Linked DNA regions of Ovis aries: region 1 is linked to region 2. Evidence: chromatin contacts called from public Hi-C data. All regions are on one chromosome and are shown on one strand. Each heading gives the region's core, a stretch centred on a gene start, on an enhancer-like site or on the middle of the called end of the contact. The rest is flanking DNA. Distances are from core to core; before and after follow the strand shown.

Region 1 (4,355 bases), core at 717-3,216, 120 kb after region 2:
TCATATGATATTGCTTATATGTGAAATATTTAAAAAAATGGTAAAAATGAACTAATTTACAAAACAGAAATAGAATCACAGATGTAGAAACCAAACTTATGATTACAAAGGATGAAAGGAGAGTGGAGAGATCAATTGAGATATTGGGGTTGAAATGTACACACTGTGCTTAGTCGCTCAGTCACGTCTGACTCTGCGACACCATGGACTATAGCCTGAGGCTCCTCTGTCCATGGGAATTCTACAGTCAAGAATACTGAGGTGAGTTGCCATGCCCTCTTCCAGGGGATCTTCCCATCCAGGGATTGAACCCAGGTTTTCTGCTTTGCAAGCAGATTCTTTAACCATCTGAGCCACCAGGGAAGCCCAATGTATGCACTATTTTATATAGAATAGGTAACTGATAAGAACCAGTGCATAGCACAGGGAACTCTATTCAATACTCTGTAATGATCTATATAAGAAAAGAATCTAAAGAAGAGTGGATATATGTTTATGTATAACTGATTCACTTTGCTGTACACCTGAAACTAACACAAGATTGCAAATCAGCTATGCTCCAATAAAATTTTTTTAATAAAATTAAAATCAATTTTAAAAAGAGAAGGTTGTGGATCCCTATCTACCCACACACTCACAGGCCCCTGCAAGGTAGTCCCCACGTGGCACAACCTGCCCCTGAAACAATCAGATCTCTGTCAACTGTCTCTTTAACAAGAATAGGCAAGGATTTCCCAAGCACTTCAGGAAATCTTCCAATATGAAAGAGAGAGCTAAAAGAAAGAGAAGTGGGGAGAGGAATGAAGGGAGAGAAGGAAGGAGAAAGACCAAATCAGATAAGTAGAGATAAGACAGAAAACAAAACACAGCCTCAAAAAAAATTGTCATTAATATCTTAGGAGAAATAACAGAAGACATTGTATCCATTAATCAAGAATAGTTGACACAACAAGGAACAATCAGAGATTAAGAAGGGCTCCTGGGAATTAAAATTATGAGAACTGAAACAAACCTGAAACTTGGTAAAAGGGAATCTGGAGGAAACACATGGAAAATGAGCAGAGCTGGCCTGAACTGGCCTAAAGTAAGGAGATAAGGAGGCCAGCCCACTGGCTAAGAGCTCCAAGCTCTGGGGTATAACATTCAGCCCACTCTACAGTTTTTTGAGGATTTCATCCACTGCCAGCTTGGATGGAGTGTAAGAGGGTGCAATTTATCTGAAGGGCCACCACTTAAGTTGTTCCATTCTGCCCAGCCACAGGGCAGAGGCGACCTGATCCAGCCTGAAGGTCTGCTCACCTGGGCTGAATGTACAAGTGAAGACACCAAGGAAGTGTGTTCTGCTAAGGGGGCCTTTGTAAAATTCACACAAAGGAGCACAGCAGGTCAACAGGGTGCCAGAAAAGATGGCCCTTCATCCCATTAGGCACAGCTACCTTACAGGCATCACCTTCTTCAAGATGCTGCTCAGCCCCAAGGACAGTGCTTGTCCCACAAGGGAGAGTGAACATTTGACCCAGGTGCTACTAGTGGTAAGGAACCCACCTGCCAATGCAGGAGACATAAGAGACGCAGGTTTGATCCCTGGGTCGGGAAGATCCCCTGGAGGAGGGCATGGCAATCCACTCCAGTATTCTTGCCTGGAGAATTCCCATAGACAGAGGAGCCTGGAGGGCTACAGTCCATGGGGTCACAAAGAGTCAGACATAACTGAACTGACTTAGCACGCACAGCTGATGCTCTAGAAACGTGGCTAGGGCACTGTGCTTTTGAAAGGTGGTCCTACAGAGGGCGCAGCTTCCACTGAGCTTTGGCCACTCCTCATTATTCTCCTGGGCTCCTCTCTGTGCGCTCCCCACCAGCAGAGCCCCTCTCTGAGCAGCAGCGGCAGTAGCATCCTATTTGCTTCGTGCTCATCTCCCACGGAGGGACACTTGGGGGCAGTCATTCGACATTGCACACACTTGCAAGCCTCCTCCTGCCCAGGCTCCAGTTCACTCTGAGAACACAGCCTTTACTTGGTGACTCTAGGACATGCTGTGACAACTCGGAGTCTAATCCCCAAACAAGACCCCCTGTGATGCTGTTCACACTCAGCCACAGTGGTCCAGCCCCACCGGCCTGCAGACCCCTCACTCAGGTGGGATGAAAGAGCTAGACAGCTCCGCTCGCAGGACTCATAAATCACAGCCCCTCAGCAAACAGGAAGAAAGAGCAGATTCAGAGACATTTCATTTTAAGTGGATTTAAAGTAACACACCAACACACAGCTCTATTTCCTAGTCATTCTGCCTCTCATTCTCTTAATAACCCTGACATTCCTGTGGGAACACTTCATCTCAGTGAAGGAGGTATGTACAGTTTCTCTGTCATAAAATCATCAGATATTAAACAAATGAAGAGAGGGGCATAAAACAGACTGAAATTACAGCCTGGGTATGTTCTGCCAGAGTCCTCACTGGAGAACTGGACTTTGTCCTTTTCATCTTCATTACCCTCATGCTGGCATTTTAACTGATGGAAACAATACCACACAGCAGGATTGCGAGGACCTCAGGACCAAAACATTAATAAACAGGCATTATGCTTACGCATGGTAAGTTCCAGAAAGGGAGCCTGGTTAATGAGCAAAAGTTCAAAAGAAGCTGAGTGATGTAAGACGTACGATAATGACTCACATGTACGGCATTTGAGACGGACTTTCACAAACAAGGGGGTGGCCAGCAGACTCAGCAGGAGCAGCTAAGAAGTCCATCAGCCCAGCCCCGGTGGGAGTTCTTGGAAACCCCAGCAGAGGGGGAATTGCCACAGAATGAGGACCCAGGGCTTTCTTAAAAACACTATGACCCCCAACTTCTCTGTTACACTCTGCATTGCCCTGCATTTCTGAGTGACATGAAGCTAACTATTCACCACCATTGTGCACCTCTAAGTGATTGCAAGCCAAGGGCCCCCTTCAGAGGGGCAAACCCAGTTTTGTGAAAGAGAAACCAGCGTCCTACCGAAGCTTGACATAGCTTTCTTCATTGTTATGATGAAAACATCTTCAGATCCACACCCAAATGACAGCCCAGAAGGAAAGAATGTATGAGCGTGTTGTATGTGTGAGAGTGTATGTGTGTACGTGTGTGTCTGCAGGCACTTAGTCCAATAGACACACACCCACGGACTTCAGCGGGTTACAAAACGTCCTCTGTACTGAAGAATTTCAGACTGGTGGGATGATTCATTTAGGGGAATTGCTGAAAGCTCTAATACATAAGGAAAGGAGTGCATGCGTACATACATGTGCTGTCCGACGCTTACCAGCTGGTGTTCCAAGCGGGTGGAGTGCATTGCTTTCAGGTTCCATTGAAAAGAAACTGCAGAAAATTGTATCCGCATATAAGAATGCAATCAGACAGAGAATGTTGGAGGAAACACGAGCCAGAGAACCACTGTGATTCAGGAAGCAGACGGATTTACAGGAGTCTTTACAGTAGATTTCCTGCTTCCTCTGCCCCTTCTGTCTGCTGGAGTCTGTGTTCTCCCTGTCAGCGGGGATCCTCCTTCCTTCCGAGGACTCTGGGACTCCTGTGGTGATGGGGCGGGCACCAGCTCCTCTGACTTCCACGGGCTTCTCCTCTGTTAACTGTGTCGACTTGGGCAGATAATGACCAGCTCATGAGCCACCTGCAGGGTTGTGGTGAGCCTGAGACCAGGCACAACCAGGACAATGGAAGACCGGGACGCTCTCCACTTAGGAAGGTCCTTCCCCGAGGTGTGAGCTTGTGGGACCTTAATTCCCCGACCAGTGATCAAACTCGAGCTCCCTGACATGGAAGTGTGGAGTACTAATCACTGGATTGCCAGGGAAGTCCCTATACTATCGTATTTTTAAACAATTCAGGTAGTTTTATTCTGTTCCATGTGTGTATATTTTTGACAAAAGTGGGAGACTATATGTTGTTTTTGGAGAAGAAAATGGCAACCCACTCCAGTATTCTTGCCTGGAGAATCCCAGAGACAGTGGGCCCCCCGTCTATGGGGTCGCACAAAGTCGGACACGACTGAAGTGACTTAGCAGCAGCAGCAGCAGCATATCGATAGGACTGGACCAAGCCCACAAGGGCAACCATTGCTGGCACACACACTCACACTTACTCACACATTCCTACAAACACATACACACCCTCACACCACCGTGTGTGTGTGTGTGTGTGTATGTGTGTGTGTGTGTGTGTGTTTAGTTGCTCTGTCATATTCGGCTCTTTGCAACCTCACGAACTGTAGCCTTCCAGGCTCCTCTGTCCATAGGATTATCCAGGGAAAAATGCTGGAGTGAATTGCCATTTCCTTCTCCAGAGGATCTTTGA
Region 2 (4,228 bases), core at 1,636-4,135:
GAGCCCCCATTCCCTGTTTTAAAGGAGGTTAGACACACATGCATGGACATCACATAGACACATACCTTGCACGTAACATACCTCATAAACACACATGCCACACATATATACTGAACCTTATTGCAAACGACCACTTCATCGGAATTCAGCACAAGTGTAAGGCAGACGTCCTGCCGTGGGAGATACAGTGGTGGCCCTGTCGTCTTTCTTCTACCTGCTCTATGCCAGGGTCAAGTACCAGAGCGTCTCCTGGCGGCCAGCCTCCCTCCAGCTCCACTAGAACTTCCCCGGCTCCTGGCAGGCAGAGGTTTGAAAGAGACCTGGGTTGACTGGCCTCACTCTCCCTTGGTGGGCCCTGAGATCAGGACGGCCCCAGGACAGGAACAACACAGACCGCCAAACAGCCTCTTGGCGGGTTTCCCCCAAAGCGGAACATAACAGGTGGTCTCCAGCACTAACCTTGGGGGAGTCATACAAACTCAGCCTCCTGATGTGCAAAAGTGCAGCTGAGGGTTACCCACTGACTGCCCTGGCACACGTAAATGCCAGGCGCAGAGGCGGGATTGGGGGAGGGGGGGCGGGTCTACATATTCTAAAAATGCCCCGGTCCCCTCAGCACCTGACCTGTGGGAATTCTGCAGGCCAGCAGGTGGCGCTGAGTGATGGCACAGGAAATGACTTCTTCAACCTCAGGGAGAGAACAGAAAACTAGCAATCCCATTTGTGATCACTGTGAGGGAGCAGAACCCGAGCAATCACATGATTGTGACCACTGGAAACGGTGACGTGAAGTGGCTTTACCACCAAACTGAGCTTGGGCTGAGAGAGATTTTAAGACCCTTGGCTTGACTTTCCAAAGGCAGGAAGGGACTTCAAAACCAGTTAATAAACACTTTCTCACTTCAAAAAAAGCACCTGTTAGACTTTGTCTGTCCCGAGCTGCATTTAGGATGAGAGTTGCTGGGGCCCAAGGGAAAGGGGTTAGCAGAGAACAGCCGCCTTCCTGTAAGCTGGGGTGACTTCTTGTCCACTCAGTAGTTCCATTGAAATTGTCTACTTGAGAAAGAGAAGGCATTTTCCCCGTTGCACCCACACAGGCCAAACTGAGGAGCCTGAGAAGTAACCCCCTTTATGGAAAGTCCTGTGATTACTATAAAGAAACATACCCAGTGACCACCTAATACAAGGAAATGACAACTCCTCATGTGATCCTGAACTGCCCACCAATTTGTAGACACCTAAGCTCAGATGGTAAAGTGTCTGTCTGCAATGCAGGAGACCCGGGTTCGATCCCTGGATTGGAAAGATCCCCTGGAGAAGGAAATGGCAGCACACTCCAGTATTCTTGCCTGGAAAATCCCATGGATGGCAGAGCTTGGTAGGCTCCTGTCCATGGGGTTGCAAAGAGTCGGACACGACTGAGGAACTTCAGTTCATTCAAGACCAGGAGTGGCAGTGGCTCCCAGCTTCTGAAACATACAGCTGATTTTCAGAAAAATAAAAATAACTGAAAGAGCCAGAATGAGATCTTAATTCAGGACAAACGATGCCGGCATTTCCCACTTTAGGCAGTAATTGCTTCCTTCTGGACATTGGCTTGTGGCCTCAGGATGGACTTCATCCACACCCTCAGGGAAAGCCAGTCCTCTTGAATCGTGACCTTTCTCAGGCATTGGAAGCCCAGCAAAGGCAAAGTGCACTCAAGCACCCAAGCCCTACCCCTTCTCCTTCTCCCTGCCATCACCCAAAGAGAAGCCCGATAAACAGCTCACAAGGGTCTTCCCTCCAAATGTGAGTCTGGAGACAGAGCCGTGCTGCGCACCCAGCAGTTCCCTGGTGAAATAGCATGGCTGAGAGCATTTCCACATAAGAATCCCAGTGTCCCCTTAGCCCAAGGTTCAAGGAATAGTGCGGCAAAGACCTTTTCACACATTTTTTCTAGCTCATCATTTTCCTGACTTCTTTGACCATAGAGCCACCATTGTGCTCAAGACTACTAGCAAGATGGAGCTGGTGCTCCTCACAGTCTGGGAAACATCACAGTTAACACGCTGGAGGGCGGGGTCTCAACAGCAGATGCAGTGTGTTTGTGGGAAGGTGATTCTGTCCCTGAAATCAGCCAAGGGAGCTGTTGTCTGATTGTTAAGTCGTGTCCTACTCTTGTGTGACCCTATGAACTGTAGCCCCCTCGACGCCTCTGTCCATGGGTTTCTCCAGGCAAGAATACTGGAGTGGGTTGCCATGACTTTCTCCAGGGGATCTTCCTGACCCAAGGACTGAACCCATGCCTACTGCATTGGCAGGCGGATTCTTTACCACTGACCACCAGGGAAGCTCAAGGAAGCAGTTACCATGTATTTATTGCTGAAAAACTAGCCCCGTCCTGTCCTCAAATGTGGGTTATTTACACACCATATTCTCTCTCTCTCTCATTCACACACACACAATGCCAGGACACATATAATCACTCTTTCCTTCGAAGAAAAAGAAATCAAACGATGGCATTTTCATACAGAAGGAGGGCACCGGGCATATAACTTGATGTTTCGTCACATAGGACTCTTTTTAAGACCACTTATTATTTTTTAGTTTTACAACATTAACCTACATTAAGAAAGAACGTGGACTTTCCTAGCACTCCAGGGATTAAGACTCCTCACTTGCACTGCAGGAGAAACAGGTTCAACCCCTGGTCAGGGAACTAAGATTCCACGTGCCACACAGTGTGGCCACAAAATGAAAGAAAGAAAGAACACATTCCCAGAGCCACTACCACCAAGTCCAGCAAGCATCCACCTGGATAGCCAGCACATCCTGAGCTGTGATTCGGCCCGTCTGAGCCTGTTTGAACTCGTGATCTCACCAGCCTGGCACTGCCAGTCACCACCCTCCTATGGGATATTCGCTGACCAAGCGATGCTCTCAGCCCACATGCCACTCAACTGAGGCCATTTCCAGGAGCTATTTTTTTAGCTAGGCGTTATTTCACCAAAGCCATGAGTCATGAGACTTGATGCCTTTGCAATCTCTGAGGTCTTTGAATGACTCAGTTTTCCATGACTACCATTCAGCTGTGGAACAGTGAGTGGAAAATGAACATTGTTCACAAACAACTCTTCCTCATTCATAAAAGTAAAGAGCCAGTGTCTAGTTGCTGTTTATTCTCCACGGCACATATGAAGTAATGACATCTTGAATTTTCTATAAACCACCAAGGCTGTCAAAGCTGTTTGGAAGACGGCGCTGTAAATACTCATGGCCTGTGAACAGCTGCTCGAGTCCCTTCTTCCCTGACATGGAGGCAGGGTAGAGGCGTCAGCCTCGTAGGCAGTGAGCAGGTAAGGAAAGGAAGGAAAGATCATTGATCAAGAAAACCATTTTGGTAAGGGGACTTGGGCCAGAAAGAAAATGATTTTCACCAGAGTAGGCGAGTTACCTGCATTCTCTGGGCAGGAAGTGGGTTTTTGATTCCGTGATGTACCCAGTGATGCTTAGAGAACATCAGGAGTGGCATCTCCTCTCATCCTGAATGCACCCTGGAGAGCACAACCTCTGGGCACTGGATGTGTTCCCAGGGAGGCCTGGGAGCTTTCTGCCTGCCCAGGTGCCCAAGTGAGCAACCTTACATAGCAGTGTGTTGCCCCCCAAGCACCCGCAAGAACTGAGGCACATGAGCTGCCCAATAAGCCCCCAGCCCACCACCTCCCCCCTCCTCTTCTTGCTTCTGTCAACATTCAACCCTGAAGAAAAAAACAGGATGCTTGATGAAGCCAAACCCACTTATCTCTACCTTTTACCTCAAGCGAGTATGTACACGGTAGGAAAACCAGACAGAAAGAAGGTGACCTAAATACACAATCTGTATCAGGACATCAGAACCTAAGCAGACTCCACTCGGCTCAGAGATGAAGCCAAGCTTCCGAGACAGACAGAACTGAGTGGAGGTGATCACTCCAAAGAAAAGGGCTGCCCAGCTAAAGCACAGCACAGCGCAGACAGCCATGGCAAATGATTTACTCTGCAATCAGAACATTTAGACATTTGTTCAGTCTGGAACATTCCTTCTCTTCAAGTCAGTATGATGTCCATTCCTGAATGTCCTGCAATGAGATTTTTCTGTATCTTTCCTGTGCCTCATTCTTAGGCACTGGGAGGGATTGGGGGCAGGATGAGAAGGGAACGACAGAGGATGAGATGGCTGGATGGCATCACTGACTCGATGGACATG

The links. A called contact is a pair of places that touch in the nucleus more often than the background predicts.
Region 1: a contact with region 2 is called in a Hi-C map of muscle, with 5 times the contacts expected there. The contact joins two enhancer-like sites. A contact is called at or near these places in 4 of 16 Hi-C or Micro-C datasets (liver, muscle, skin fibroblasts and 1 more).

The regions. Positions count from the first base shown.
Region 1 is chr2:26,044,030-26,048,384 of ARS-UI_Ramb_v3.0, forward strand. No RefSeq gene overlaps it. Among named protein-coding and RNA genes, the nearest start is that of TRNAG-CCC, 110 kb to the left of the region's middle. Within about 2 kb of position 1,967, at least 34 of the 54 cell types and tissues checked have an H3K27ac peak or open chromatin away from gene starts, as enhancers often do. A contact at or near this core is called in muscle and tail adipose tissue, where this site is marked.
Region 2 is chr2:25,918,441-25,922,668 of ARS-UI_Ramb_v3.0, forward strand. No RefSeq gene overlaps it. Among named protein-coding and RNA genes, the nearest start is that of TRNAG-CCC, 17 kb to the right of the region's middle. Within about 2 kb of position 2,886, at least 9 of the 54 cell types and tissues checked have an H3K27ac peak or open chromatin away from gene starts, as enhancers often do. A contact at or near this core is called in muscle and tail adipose tissue, where this site is marked.